Linked DNA regions of Sus scrofa: region 1 is linked to region 2. The links are chromatin contacts, called in public promoter capture Hi-C maps. All regions are on one chromosome and are shown on one strand. Each heading gives the region's core, a stretch centred on a gene start, on an enhancer-like site or on the middle of the called end of the contact. The rest is flanking DNA. Distances are from core to core; before and after follow the strand shown.

Region 1 (7,093 bases), core at 513-3,012, 360 kb before region 2:
TTCCAAGGTTATTGGGCTGGTGAGTACTGAATCTGGATGATCCCATCTCCAGCATTCTTAATGCCTGTACGATTATCCTAGAATGTATATGGACTTAAACTGGTCTGAATATCAAGTGATATTCTGAATAAAATAAAAATCCATTAGGGGAATATCTAGACCTACCAGATGTGAGAACCTATTTTAAAGAACTAATATTTAGATCCACATGGTATTTGTTCAAACCAAAATCTGTGAAAGGAAATGGAAAATTCAGAAATAGACCAACCAAAATCAAAAGTCTAGCATAAAAGATTTTAATAAGCAAAGGATAAGGAAAGAATTATTTAATAAATGGCGACTCCATAAGCAAAAAAAAAAAAAAAATTGGTGATGGCGGTAGTTAGTTAAATCCATATTTGATACCACATGGCAAAATAAACTTATCATGGATAATTGCCAAATAATTAAATATAAAATTAAATTGTGCAAGAGTTTCTGCTGTAGTGCAATGGGATTGGTGGCATCTTGGGAGCCCTAGGACACAGGTTCAATCCCAGGGCTGGCACAGTGGGTTAAGGATCCAGTGTTGCTGCAGCTGTGGCTTAGGTTGCAACTGGGGCTTGGATCTGATCCTTGGCCCTGGAACTCCAAATGCCAGGAGTGGTCAAAAAAGACTAAGTAAATAAATAAAATTGTAGAAAATCAGTGGAAAAATACACTATCAGATGGGTGGAAGAAAGCTCGCTTCATCAGCATTGGAGCAATTAAAAAAATCACAAGAGACTAGCATGACAGATTGAATAAAACAAAAAAAGAACAATGGACTGTCACTTTGGATCACTGACAACATAGGAACAATATAACATAAAAAAATGCTTATTCGAAGTTAGAAGAGGTTCAAGTCCCCAAAAGATGAATAGACATGAACAGATCATTTATAGAAGGGAAATACAGATAGTAAATGCAGGGATAAACATTTACTGAGAAATACTGAAGTAACCTTGAACTACCAACAGACACTGCTAAAATAGGGGAGAAAAAAGATGGTACCCAAGGCTTAGAAATGTGTATTAAACTCTTTACACTTGTTCCTGGGAGGTGGAGAATGAGTAGGGCAGCAGCTCTTTGGTAAGTCCTCTGGCACTGTGGGGCAAGCCCACCTCGCCCTTCCTTGCTTAGCCTTTCATCTGGGTATTTAACTGCCAGGAATCTATCCCAAAGGCAGAACTAAGGGATGTGTTAGTAAACAATTGTAAGGAACCAAAATAGGCAATGGTAGGAGACTGACTGAATGGATGAAGATATCTGCACACATTAAAAATGCATCATGTGAACAAAAGAAAAATGTTAGTGATGGTAGCAAACACAAAAGACAATGTGTGGTTGCTACTATGTAAAGACGTGTAGGTGGGTGGAAGGTTTAATGTGTGAAAAGTTTCATGTATTATGGATACTACTTTACTCTTTTTGCATTTTTCTTCCTCCCTGGCTGTCATATTGTCTTTTCAGGGGCAGTTAAAATATCCAGCCAGCAGCGTGCCTGTGAGCAACTCTGTAAAGTGGGGTATTATTTCCCAGCGCAGACTTGAACCGCATTTGGCACCCCTGAATTCCTTGCGGTGGGGATGACTCCTCCACCTTGAAAGGCAGCAGTGATCAGCGCCCATCGGAGCCCTCCTCTCAGGACCGGGAGTCCGAGCACTCCCAGGTCTCCGAGGCTCGGGCACTTCCTTCTCTCTTCCAGAGCAGGTGGGGACGGGCGAGTGTCCCACCAGCACCTGTGTTCGGTGGGTAAGGGGCGAACGAGCTCGGAGAAGTAAACCGCAAGTGGGCACCTCGGGTTGCGGGGCCGGTTCATAGTCACTAAGGAGCTACTGTCTCGACCCCGGGGCCCTGCTCTCCCGCCCGATTTAGACAGCCGTCTCTTGCCACCTCGCCAGGGCCCCGAGCGGCAGGAAAACTCGGATTTACAGGGCGCCTCCTGCGGAAGCCTAGAAATACCGGGTGCGCCGCGGGGCTCCGGTCTGACTTCGCAGTCAGGGGGCAGTTAGGTGCCCTCCCAGGTCTCAAGGGTGCGCCAGATCCCGGACGTGGGCCAGGCGGGCGGACGCAGCCTTCTCCCGCGGCGACACGCGCCTAACTGGGCTCAGGCCGCCGCTCGGTGCGTTCCTGCGCTAATGCCATCTTGCCAGAGGCTGTCACGTGCGGACGACAGCATCGCGCTTCGCCCCGGCCCGAACGCCAAAACCGACATCGGGACGCCACCTGGTTCCCGGGGTTCCATCCAACCCGAGGTGAGGTGAGGGGGCCCTTCCCTCGTGGGTCCGAGCAGGGGCAGCGTGGGCGCTGGGTCCTGGGAGGCGCGTTTCTCCGTCGGGGCCCCAACGCGCCGGGCTGTAGCGCCGTCGGGGGCGGGAGGCGCCACCGCGTGCCCTGTGCCACGGCCCAGGGGGTGTCCAGGGCAAGTTGTGGGCTGGAGCATGCCGGGCGGCGGCGGCGGGTGGCTCTGGACCCCCAGGACTTAAGTCTGCAGTCGCCTCGCCTCCGGCACAGGTCCCGCGGGGCGGGCAGACGCGCGGGAGGGCTTGGAGAGGCCGGGCCGGGGGGCGCCACACGCGCGGCGCGAGGGGCGCCGGCTGCCGGGAGGAGCGCGGATGGTGGGGGGGGCGCGGGCGCATGCGCCCTGCGCCCGTGCCATATTGGAATGAGTCGGAGTGCGGAGCGCCGCGGCCGCCGCCTCCGCCGGAGCGCGGGTGGAGGGGGGCGGGGAGAGCTGCCTGCCGCCCCGCTCCGCGGAGCCCAGCAGGAAGGAGGGCGCGAGCGGGCGAGCGCAGGCGGCGCGAACGGAAAAAGCGTCCGCGCGGGCGAACGAAAAGAAGGAAAGAAAGAAAGAAAACGAGCGCGAGAGGGGAAAAGCGAGCTATTGAGAGAGCGAGCGCGCGAAAACTCCCGGCAGGTAAAAAAGCGGGGCTGCCGGCTGGGCCTTCCCGCGCGGCGGCCTGAAGGGGCGGCGGCGGCGCGGGGACTGGGGACTGCCTGCTGGCCCCTTCTAGGCGGCCGCGCAACTTTGCCAACGAAAATCCGCCGGGAGCCGGCGGCCGGCGGGCGCGCGGGCTGAGGCGCCAACGGGCGGCGGCGGCACGTTGGGGGCGGGGGCGGGGCGGGGGGAGCGCGACGCCCGCGCGCGGCCTGGCGCGCCCCCGAGGCCCCGCGCGCTGGCCGGCCGGGAGGCAGGAGCGCGCCTGGGCGCCTCGCCGCGGTAGCGAGACGCGGCCGGCCGTCTCAAGCCGGCAGCAGGGCGCACGGCAGCCCCCGGGCGTGAAAGGAAAGTGGCCAGTCGGCCGCACCGGGGGCGCCCAAGTTCCCTGGCGCGCTGGGCCCGCCGCGCGCCCCTCCCCGCGCGTCCCACGCTCCCGCCCGCCGAGCCCCCGCGGACCCGCCCCCCGGGCTCGCTCCGGGGCCGGGACGCGAACCCGCAGCAGGACTCGGGGGCGCGCCGCCCGCGCAGCGGTCCGAACTTCACAGGGCCAAGGCGGCCACGGCGCAGAGGTGAAGCGTCTAGCGGCCGCCGCAACCGGTTGCTTCGGCCAGCGTGGTGGAGTGCGCCGGGCCTCCCCTGCGCGGCGCGAGCTGGCCGTGGGCTCGCCAGGAACCCGCCCCCGGCCCCAGCTGGACCTGCCGCTCCGGAGGTCCGTGACCGTTTCGATTTCTGTCCTTAAAGTCTGGTTTTGGACCTTGAAGGAAGCTGTAGAGAGGCGAGCAGAGTGTTCTGAAAAGCCAGGCCTGCTTTGTGGGAAGTAGAAACGCCTTGTGAGAACAGAGATAAATTCCCGCGGAAAGGATGCAATGTTAAGTTTTTCACAAGATGTCAGCTGCTCCCTGGGGTCTGAAACTGAGCCGTAAAGCACAGGTCACCTGCACCGTCTTCTTATGCGTTGGGAGTGGTGTAGCACACCCTTATCAGGGACAGGTTTTTTAATTTAGTGGGGGTTTTTCCCAGCGGGTTACTCAAAGCCATGCGGGTGGACCGCAGCGAGCGAGGTTTCCTGAGTCCTACTTAGAAGTAATATAGTCTTGAGAGCCAAGAAACATCAAAGAGATTTGAAGGGAAATAAGATGAATTTTATCAATCCCTGCTTGTACTTTCTCCTCTGGAACCACATTTTTAAGATGTCACACTTTATTGCCTTGCAAGTAAAATGCCTGAAAATGTAGTTGTTCATTGGTCTACTGTCTTGAGAAGAGCAGAAAATGAGTGTCTTCTTGTGTACGTTTTGGGGCCTTTTGGCCTGGTTTTTTGAGGGGTATGTTGAATCTTTCTAGGCCACAGGTAGATTTCAGAGTTGAGATTTGTTTATAATGTCAGAGAACTAACGGCCTGGTGGAAACGGGAGTGGCCCAAGATCAGGAAACAGTTCTGTAACTACTGTTGTCATTGACTAGCTGCCTTATCTCAGGTATGGAGTATGTTTCTTCCCCTTTATAGATTTGATTTTTCTTATTGCACAATTGGAGGATGAATAGGTCATCATTCTGCATGCTTTCAGTTCTAAAATTTGGTGACTGTTTAAAGTTAAAATTTAAAAAATCTTGGTCTATACTTTGAAAGATTCTGCATAAAAGTGCTCACAATGTGCATCTTTATTAAAATACATTTGAAAAAATATTTTGGAAACTCTAGAGTGATTTTTATGTAATTTACTATTTGGAAAGATAGTTCAAATGTATTTAAGTATTTTTTGAGATACATATATTTATATATGGATATATATTGATTGATTTACTAAGGTCTAACAGTTCTTATGGTTTTTTACTATCTAGAATAACTAAAAATTCTGACCTGGGAATTTTTAGTCAGAAGATGACTTTTTAGTTGAGGCAGTGCTTTGCAGGTTTGGATGTGTGGTTGTTGGCATGGTGGTGGACATGGGCCTGGTATTAATTTGTTATTTCCCATTTTTTTGAATACAGGTATATTAGCAGACAGTAGGTTTGAAGGATGAATCATGAACTTTCCCAACAAATCAAATTTAGGGTGTCAGTAGATGAATCAGTTCCTTAAAGCTTAGAAGTTGCTGAGAAAATTAAATGAAAATTGATATTTAAAAAATTCAGTGAAGTAAAAAATGTGGGCATAATGCTTTAATAACATTTTTTTTGTTGTTGTTGTTTTTTTGTTTTTTTGTTTTTTTGCCATTTCTTGGGCCGCTTCCTCGGCATATGGGAGGAATGATTAGTTCCCAGGCTAGGGGTCTAATCAGAGCTGTAGCTGCCAGCATATGTCAGAGCCATAGCAACGCGGGTTTGGAGCCATGTCTGCGACCTACACCACAGCTCACGGCAACACTGGATCCTTAACCCACTGAGCAAGGCCAGGGATCGAACCTGCAACCTCATGGTTCCTAGTTGCATTTGTTAACCACTGTGCCACAGTGGGAATTCCCAGCTTTAATAACCTTTTAAATGAAAGCATTTAACTTGATTTATATATACAGAATACTTGCCTGGTTTATCACGTCATTAAGATTCTAGCGATGTGGAGTTCCCTGATGACTCAACGGGTTAAGGATCTGTTGTTATCTCTGCTGTGGCTTGGGTGGCTGCTCTGGTGAGGATTCCATCCCTGGCCTGGGAACTTCCACATGCAGCAGACATGGCCAAAACAAAAACAAGAGGGAACTGTATCTAATCACGTGTGATGGAACATGATGGAATATAATGTGAAAAAAAGAATGTATATAAATATATAACTGGGTCACTTTGCTGTACAGCAGAAATTGACAGAACATTGTAAATCAACTATAATAAAAAAATTTAAAAAAAGCAAAAAAATCTTGGGAGTTCCCATTATGGCTCAGTGGGTTAAGACCCTGACTACTATTCATGAGGGTGTGGGTTCAACCCCTGGCCCCACTCAGTGGGTTAAGGATCCGTTGTTGCTGTGGCATAGGCTGGCAGCTGCAGCTCTGATTGGACCCCTAACCTGGGAACTTCCATGCGCACAAGTGCAGCCTTAAAAAGAAAAGAAAAGAAAAAAAAAAAAAGAGAGACAAAAAACTCTAGCAATGATAACAAAAACAAAAGGTAACTAAAATTATGTCAGTTTTTTTAAAAAAATTTCAACATGATTAAGATACCTTTTTTGTTAGATCTCTAGGAAGTTAGGGTTTTTGTTTTGTTTTGCTTTGCTTTTTCAATAAAAAATTATAGTTGATTTACAGTGTTGTACCAATTTTCTGCTGTACAGCAAAGTGACCCAGGGAGGTTAGTTGTTTTTTTTTTTTATATTCCCCACTGAATCAAGTACTTCAGCAATTTTCTTGTCCTTTCCTAATGCTTTTAAATATATTCTTGTACGCTTTATTATTTCCACTGCTGAAGGAGAGGAGTTAGAAGTTGTAAAAATGAATTCTCATTCTCACAAAGGCCTGTGGTTTTACTGCAAGGCCATTTGTGTGATAGAAAGTTGGGAACTGTCTAAGGTCTGTGGTGGGGATGTATGGGGTATAGTCCACAAAGTTAAGAGATTTTTCTTTTTTGATTTTTTTGGGCTGTGCCTTAGATATGTGGAAGTTCCCAGGCTAGGGACTGAATCCTCACCAGCATAGTGGCCGGAGCCACAGCAGTGACAATACCAGATCCTTTACCCACTAAACCACCAGGGAAGTCCCAGAGATTTTCTTTTGTGAAATAATTCTCTTTCTATGACTCAGTCAGCTGACCAAAAACTAAGCTGTATTTGGTCACTCTACTCCAAGATTCATAGCATCATTAGTGAAGAAAGTAATTGATCAGTTAGTTATTATTGATCCACCATTGTTTCTTCTTTCTTTTCTTTCTTCCTTGATAGCCCTTTTTTAGATTTCTTAGCTTTTTCATTATCATATGTTTAACTTAAAATTTGTTAGGTTTTTTTTGTTTTTTTTTTTGTTTTTTTGTTTTTTTTTTGGTCTTTTTGCCTTTTCTAGGGCCGCTCTTGTGGCATATAGAGGCTCCCAGGCTAGGGGTCTAATCGGAGCTGTAGTCACTGGCCTATACCAGAGCCGCAGAAATGTGGGATGCGAGCCGAGTCTTTGACCTACACCACAGCTCATAGCAATGCCGGATCCTT
Region 2 (7,742 bases), core at 2,172-4,671:
AAACTATGTATTTCATTTAAATAATGCCAGGTTGACATTGTGCAGGTGTGGGGAATACGGAACACTGTCATCACTTCCTATGTGAAAAATACTGCACAGTATAAAAGCTTACACTCTTAAATAAGACAAAGTAGTTTTAAATATTCAATAGCAAAAAAAAAAAAAAATTACAAACCACATAAATCACTTCTAGAAAACATTTCCAGCCTACTATCTAGCACTGTCTTTGTTAACAAGAGCACACACATATGCACTGGTTTTGCTGAGGTCAGAGTTGGATCTTATCAGTCTTCAGACACAATCAGACTGTTCAGATGTTTTCCTCACACCTCAATAGTGCATATGGAACATAAAAGGGCAATTATTTTTGCTTACCTGACTTATTTAGTACAAGTACTAGCCTTTTCTGTCTACCCTTGACAATGGCTTCTTCCACCTGGGGACACCTGCAACCAAGAGGATCTCTGGCGTCTAATACCTCCAGCACAACATCTGAGGCTTCGATCACCTGTCAAAGCAGAAGCTATCAGAACAGCACCCCCTGCTCTGGCACTACCCTCCACATAAGTACATCAGCATTGTCTACTTTGTAACAAAGTAAACTCAGAGTTAAATCTCTTGTCTTCACTTGGGTTATCAAGCTAACACATTCACCATTTCTTATATGAAAATAAAACAGGTTTGTTTCAGTTGCCTTTGATCAAAGTGGATTTCAAGAGTGGAAACAGTCAAACTATCTAAACATGTAATCCTCTCCTTGTAAATTATATAGATTGATTAGCCTTTGTGGCCAAGACCTGATAAGCAGCCTAGTCACAGATGGGAATGAGCTTAGGAAAACAGACATTGGGAGTACTATAACAAGCCATCCCCTTGAAATCCCCTCACTTTGGTTTTAGCATTGTACTTTAACAGATTCTTATATTTTTTTGCACTGCCTTTTTTTTTTTTTGCCATTTCTAGGCTGCTCCTGTGGCTTATGGAGGTTCCCAGGCTAGGAGTCTAATCTGAGCTGTAGCTGACGGCCTACACCAGAGCCACAGCAACGTGCGATCTGAGCTGCGTGTGCAACCTATACCACAGCTCACAGCAATGCCAGATCCTTAACCCACTGAGCAAGGCCAGAGATGGAACCTGCAACCTCGTGGTTCCTAGTCGGATTCGTTAACCACTGAGCCATGAGGGGAACTCCTACACTGCTACTCTTAATGTATTGTTCTACATTTAAAAAACCACTGTGTCAACACATGTTACTTTATAAAATGCCACTTTTGTAAATCATGCTTACGGTAAATTGTTCCCACGAAAAAATTTAAAACAACAAGAATATGTCCTTCAGCCAAACATAACAGAGTAAGCCAGCTTGCTGGAGGAGTCTTCCAGCTCCAGAGAACCCTACTTCTACCTTTGCAAGGTTGGTGTCATAAGGAAAAAAAAAAAAATGACAATAGTCTTTCAAACATCATTACCATTTTTAGGCACTGACCTAGACTAAGATACCTTTTTAAGTTCCTGACAGTACAACTTCTTTGGATTCTGTTTGCTTGACTTGGCTTTCTTAGCTTTAGATCGCCCAAATTCCTATAGGATAAAGACAAAAGGAAGTAGACAAAATTAGAAGGTCAGTAGATGTAACCTGTTTCTCCATTTTTCATGAACAACTGGAGTACTGCAGTTGATATTTTAATAAATAAGACAGAATTTGAATTCAGCCTTTTTTCCTCCCAAGAGGCATAGCAACCCCTGCCTTAGCATGTGCTTTTTTACTTCTAGAATTTATCTCTTGCTCACAAACAGACCTCATCATACCTCTTTCACAAGAACCTTGTGAGACAGCTCAACACCAGGATTAGTTTCAAGTTTTCTTTTCTTGTCCTGTTCCTTCTGCCTCTCAAGTTTCTGCTGCTGTTTCAGTTCTTCAAGCTATGTCCAAGCCACAAGAGAAATGAGTGAGCCAAAGTGACCTGGTGTTCTGACTTTATTTTGAAAAAATACACACATCACTTGTTGAAAATTTCAGCTAATGCATCTTACCCGCTGTTTCCTTAGCTCAGCTTCCCGAAGAAGAGCCTCCTTAAAAGGAGCACTATTTGGAATTCCTGGGTCTTTCCTAGGCTTCTTTCGACCTCGTTTTTTAGCCTCTTTCCTCAATTTTCGATGGTGCTCTCGTACCTATCAAGAGAAAAAAATTTATCAGCATACAAAAATACTAAAGAGAACTCACATGAAAAATCAATCATGTTGCATTTTAGTTGTATTGGTAAGATGACCTAAAAACACTTTAACTGCAATACAAAGGACCCACCACGTTTATATATACATCAACAAGAAAATGTCAGCAGGAGATTCTTTTTGCAGCAATTCTTACCATGTTAATCAATTTTATAGACTTTCTCATCACTTTATCACTGCACTTTCCCACAGCTGTACTTCTGATGCCTAAAAGCTTGCTCTCATAGCTAGTCTATTCAATCTCTGTTTCCTGAGGTGAAGTCATATTAATAGAGACCTCTTTGTGGAGGAGTGGGGCAGAAATAAGTTTAGCTTTACAGTTGCTATAACTCTCCCAACAACAAGACTTACCTTTTTTTGGATTTTATACCGCTTATGGCAGGTCATGCGTTTACTTGATTTCTTTAACTCTACAAAGCAATAGATCACAAAGGTATTACTTTTTTTTTTTTTTTGGGGGGGTCTTTTTGCTATTTCCTGGGCCGCTCCCGCGGCATATGGAGGTTCCCAGGCTAGGGGTCGAATCGGAGCTCTAGTCACTGGCCTACGCCAGAGCCACAGCAACGCGGGATCCGAGCCGCGTCTGCAGCCTACACCACAGCTCACAGCAACGCCGGATCGTCAACCCACTGAGCAAGGGCAGGGACCAAACCCGCAACCCCATGGTTCCTAGTCGGATTCGTTAACCACTGCGCCACGACGGGAACGCCGATATTACTTTTTAAAATCACTTTTTATAATCTATTTCATCCATAAACGATCGATTTGTTTAGTTTTTGATGACTTTGCTCTAGGGTCATATCCATTTATCCATTTATTTTGTTAAGTAATTAACTACCTCTGAAACCTATTTTAAGTATCCTGTGAGGAATTCCTGTCCTGGCTCAGCAGTAAGGAACCCGACTAGTACCTATGAGGAAATGGGTTGGATCCCTGGCCTCCTTCAGTGGGTTCAAGATCTGGTGTTGCTATGAGATGTGGTGTAGGTCAGCAGCTGCAGCTCGGATTCCATCCCCATCCTGGGAACTTCCGTATGCCGCATGTGCGGCACTAAAAGACAAAAAAACAAAACAAAACAAAAAAAAAAAACTGTGGGGCCCCCGATAAAAACAAACATGGGCCACCCAAGTCCCAGAGAATGTGACCTAATTAATAGATCTGGTATAGAGCCCAACTTTCATGGTCTCACTTTTCCAAGATAAGACTGGGATCACACACAGGAGCGTATAAGACTCAAGACGACAGCTACTTCTTGTCAAACAACAAAATCACAAAGGAAAACCTAACATTGGGTTTGAGAGGCGACTCTCAGACCTTACCAGGGCCGGACCGAACGTGGCCGTAGAAGGGAAAATGCTGGGCCCAAAACCCGGCTCAGACACTGAAATACGCCTCAAGAAACCCTACCCTGATCTTCATCCTTGGGACTCAGCCTTCCTTCTGTACCACGGGCCCGCGGTCAACGTGGGGCCTTCCAACCCTCGGATGGACCAGGGAGACAACCTACCCGCTAGACCCTTATTTCCACAGATCAAGCGGCACAGGCTCATCGACCATCAAGTCCCTCTACACCCGCCCCACGACCCGACTCACTCGGCCGCTTCATACTGGAAGCTGGAAAGGCAATGCCAGCAGTTACACCAGCGCTCGCAGACACAATGTGCCTCCGAAAGGGCCACGTGCGAATTAAGGCCACTAGTGAGCGTCACGCACTCACGCAGCTGCCGTAAAGCGCACCGCCGCCGGCGCGCGTGCGCGCGCACGCAGTGTCGCGCAGAGCCAGGATCGCTTGGCGGCCGCGGGGCTGGTTTTGCGGCGGAACCGGGAGGGGTGAGGGCGGTGAGGGCGGCGGGTGCTGGAGCGACGGCAGCGGCCGCGGCCGGAGGAGCAATAGCAGCAGCCGTGGCGGCCACGGGGCGGGGCGCGGCGGTCGGTGACCGCGGCCGGGGCTGCAGGCGGCGGAGCGGCTGGGTAAGGCCAGGCGCGGGGCGGGCGGGGCCGCTTCCTCTCGGCCGACTGCCGGGCCTTTGTGTGGGCCCGGGCGGGCGGGAGCAGCGGCGGAGGCCCCGCCCCGGCCGTGGGGACGCGCCGGTCCGGCCGGGTGCGCGGGGCGGGGCACGGCGGCAGGCTTCGTGACGGGCCCAGCAGCTTTGCCGCACCTGCCGGCCGGGACAAAGGCGCGCCGCGGCCCGGAAACTCTCGGAGACCCGCTTTCCCGCCCCCGGCGGCTGATCGAGCGCTTGTCGCGGACAGCTTCAAAGCTGTCAACGTATCTCTTAGTCCCCCGTAGCAGTGACAGGTCGTACCAGTGACAGGTCGGAAAGTCTTTCATTTTCTCCACAGTTCAAGGCCTCTTTTTTTTCTTGTCTTTTCCTGGCGGTTCGGGCGCAAAGCCTCCTAGTAATTTTTTAAAAACACTTTCTGGCTAACTGTGTTCAGACTGTTTTTTATCAGTGGGACTTGTATTTATCGTAGGGGCCGCATAGAGTTACTTAACTGCAACACCACAAATAATCAAGGTTTAAAATTGTGTAAACTTCTGAGTTTTAATATTTTTCCGTCTCAAAATTTTTTACTGAGAGAGAAACATGGTTTTGTTATTATAGGGTACATATTGGTGACTTAAGGGGGAAGAAAAACTGGCAAAAATTTAGAGGGGACCCTCAGAAACAAAGACAAATATACGGTATGGTGGTTATAGAAATTATTACTATGATTTTAGAAACATGTTGGAATAAAGCGTTTGTATTAACTTATTTTCCAACAAGCTAGGACTCCTCAAAAATGATTTCTAAGTATTGTTTTTTTCCATTTTGTAGTGTGCTCTTTTCCCAAATGTAATTCAGAAACAAGTTGGACTATACAAAAGCGTAGTAATTTCTGCTTTATAACTTGTTAGTATATTGGCCATGTTTTAAGATCCAAAGAAATATCGAATGATATCTTTTTTTTTTTTTTTTTTTTTCGTCTTTTTAGGGCTGAACCCACAGCATATGGAGATTCCCAGGCTAGGGGTTGAATTGGAGCTGTAGCTTCTGGCCACAGAAATGCCAGATCCGAGCCAGGTCTGCAGCCTACACCACAGCCCCCGGCAAATGCCCTATCGTTAACCCACTGAGCGAGAGATTGAACCTGCATCCTCTTGGATACTAGTCCGGGCTCGTTATTACTGAGCTATGATGGGAACTCCTGGATGATATCTTTTGAAGAAATATGTCAAACCAGTTACATGTGCATGTGGATGAGTAAAAGTGCTTTGACCACTGTCTTTGGCTTTGGAAGTGTACAAAATACCTCGCATATTAATATTCTTCCCAGATCTTCAAGATTAGTAAATTGTTGTATATGTATGAGAGACTACTATGAAGCCATCCAACATCATGTGAAAGAATGTCAACTTGGGAGAATCATCCCTAAGTTAAAACACAGGCTGCAATATAATATACGCAGTTTGTTCGTAGTTTTGTTTTTCTTAAAGGCAGCTGAGGCGTGAATAAATACTGAAAGTGTCAACACTAATGTTAAGAGTGGATTTTCTCTGGAAATTAGTGTTATAAGTGGGTTTTTTTTTTTCTCTTTGAACCGTCTGTTTTCCAAGATTTTTGTTTTAAACATGTATTGCAGTACTAAAGAATCACTAGAAATACAGGAAAGTACTGAAAGTTTATAAATTGTCAAAACATACCAGCAAAGCTTTACTGAGTAAATAGTTTCCCAGTTGCACATTGTAAAGTTATTCTTTACTGTCCACTGTAATTTATCATTGGTTTTTAGACTTTTGGACCTGTGATTGTAATCAGTGCCATTTTAAAACTTGTAACTGAGCTTCAGAATCGATTTCTTGTTCTCTTTATATAAAAAGAATTGCTGAATGGATGCTCACAGACCTTCTAAACTACACAAACTTTTTTCTTAACATCCCATTTAAGTTCACTTTTAATACATTTATTAAACAGAAGTTGATCACCCAAACTGTGCTGTAAATCAGGCTACAAAAATGGATAAAACGCTGTTCCTGGAGTTCCCGTTGTGGTTCAGGGGAAACAAATCTGACTAATATCCATGAAGATGCAGATTCAAACCCTGGCCTCTCTCCATGGGTAGGGGATCCGGCGTTGCTGTGAGCTCTGGTATAGGTCTCAAGACAAGGCTCGGATCCCACATGGCTGTGGTGTAGGCCAGCAGCTACAGCTCCAATTTGACCCCTATCTTGGGAACTTCCATATGCTGCCGCCAGTGTGGCCCTAAAAAAAATAAAAAAGAAAAAAAAATGCTGTTCCTGTGTCCAAGGGAGCATGCAGTCCTAGAGTTAAAACTTAACACTTTTGTTGTGCTTTGAAGTTTCAAAGTGATTTCACGTACATCTCACTGTCACGACAATCTCAGGGAGGTATGTACACTCTAGTGTTCTCATTTTAGAAATGAAGAGACAGATCTGAGAGGTTGTAACTCAAGCAACATCAAATGGATAGAGATGAAAGACTTGGGTCTCTTGTCTTCTGAGCTCAGGTCTTATTGCTCCTCCTACATTTCCTTTCTTGCTAAACTTCCAAAATACATTTTAAAATGTATTCTTTGGATGAGATTTGAAAATTATTCTTAGGTAATAAGGACCTTTTTTTTTCTTACCAAAGTAAATTAATGATTCAAGGAGTTTTTGATGTTGTATGGTCTAAACTATATATACATATACCCCAGTGATTTACATTTTTTGTCATTTGATTTTCAGTGGATTATTTGCAAAAGTAATTTTGATCTCCTGCCACATGGTTGAAGGCTTTTTTTTTTTTTTTTTTGGTCTTTTTAGGGCCTCACCTGAGACCTATGGAAGTTCCCAGGCTAGGGGTCAGATTGGAGCTGCAGCTGCTGGCCCACACCACAGCAAACCAACTCTTCGTCTGCGACCTACACCACAGATCACAGCAATGCTGGATCCCTCAGCTACTGAGCAAGGCCAAGGATTGAACCCACATCCTCATGGATACTAGTTGGGTTTGTTACCACTGAGCCATAATGGGAACTCCACCCCCCCCTTTTTAAACCTTTCCAAAGTTGCATGTGGTATCCTTTCAATGCTCTTAGGACTTTAGGAAAGAAATGTCTTTCTCTGAATTTTTTTTGGTGAGTTTTCAGACTCTTTGCTCACATGAGCCATTCTTAGTTTGTTCCAGCTTGCTAACATTTGGTGTCACATGTGAGCCTTCCACATGTGTTCACCCTTCATTCCAACTCTAATTGAACTCTGCTCTTATTGACTGGGGGGCAGTTGGACAGGCATGCTTCATTCCTGGAATTGACAGTCATTCCAGGTGAGTAAAGGGGAGCCTCAGTGAGACATCTTTAAGCATGTGAAAAGCATTTGGTTTTAAAAATGGAAGCAATGGAAGCGTACTATTAGTGCCTGCCCCTTTGCAGTGGTTTGCTTAGCAGAACAGAACTGATATGCCTGTTTTCTTCAGTTCTCTTATCTTTCTTTAGCAGTTCTGTTTGAATGTTTTCTATCTATCCGT

Evidence for each region. Promoter capture Hi-C pulls out the DNA fragments that hold promoters and counts their contacts.
Region 1: a contact with region 2 is called in a promoter capture Hi-C map of liver, with 2.8 times the contacts expected there. The contact joins the promoter of SFMBT1 here to the promoter of PBRM1 in region 2. A contact is called at or near these places in 1 of 5 promoter capture datasets (liver) and 2 of 2 datasets of contacts at active chromatin or transcription factors (alveolar macrophages and skeletal muscle).

The regions. Positions count from the first base shown.
Region 1 is chr13:35,175,743-35,182,835 of Sscrofa11.1, reverse strand. SFMBT1 (scm-like with four MBT domains protein 1) reads left to right here and starts at 1,762. Exons shown (of 22, transcript XM_021068955.1): 1 at 1,762-2,276.
Region 2 is chr13:34,816,796-34,824,537 of Sscrofa11.1, reverse strand. PBRM1 (protein polybromo-1) reads left to right here and starts at 3,421. Exons shown (of 29, transcript XM_021068909.1): 1 at 3,421-4,203. The coding sequence starts at 3,586. GNL3 (guanine nucleotide-binding protein-like 3) reads right to left here and starts at 4,295. Exons shown (of 15, transcript XM_001928454.5): 1 at 3,826-4,295; 2 at 2,584-2,642; 3 at 2,035-2,172; 4 at 1,810-1,923; 5 at 1,501-1,581; 6 at 376-508. The coding sequence starts at 3,838.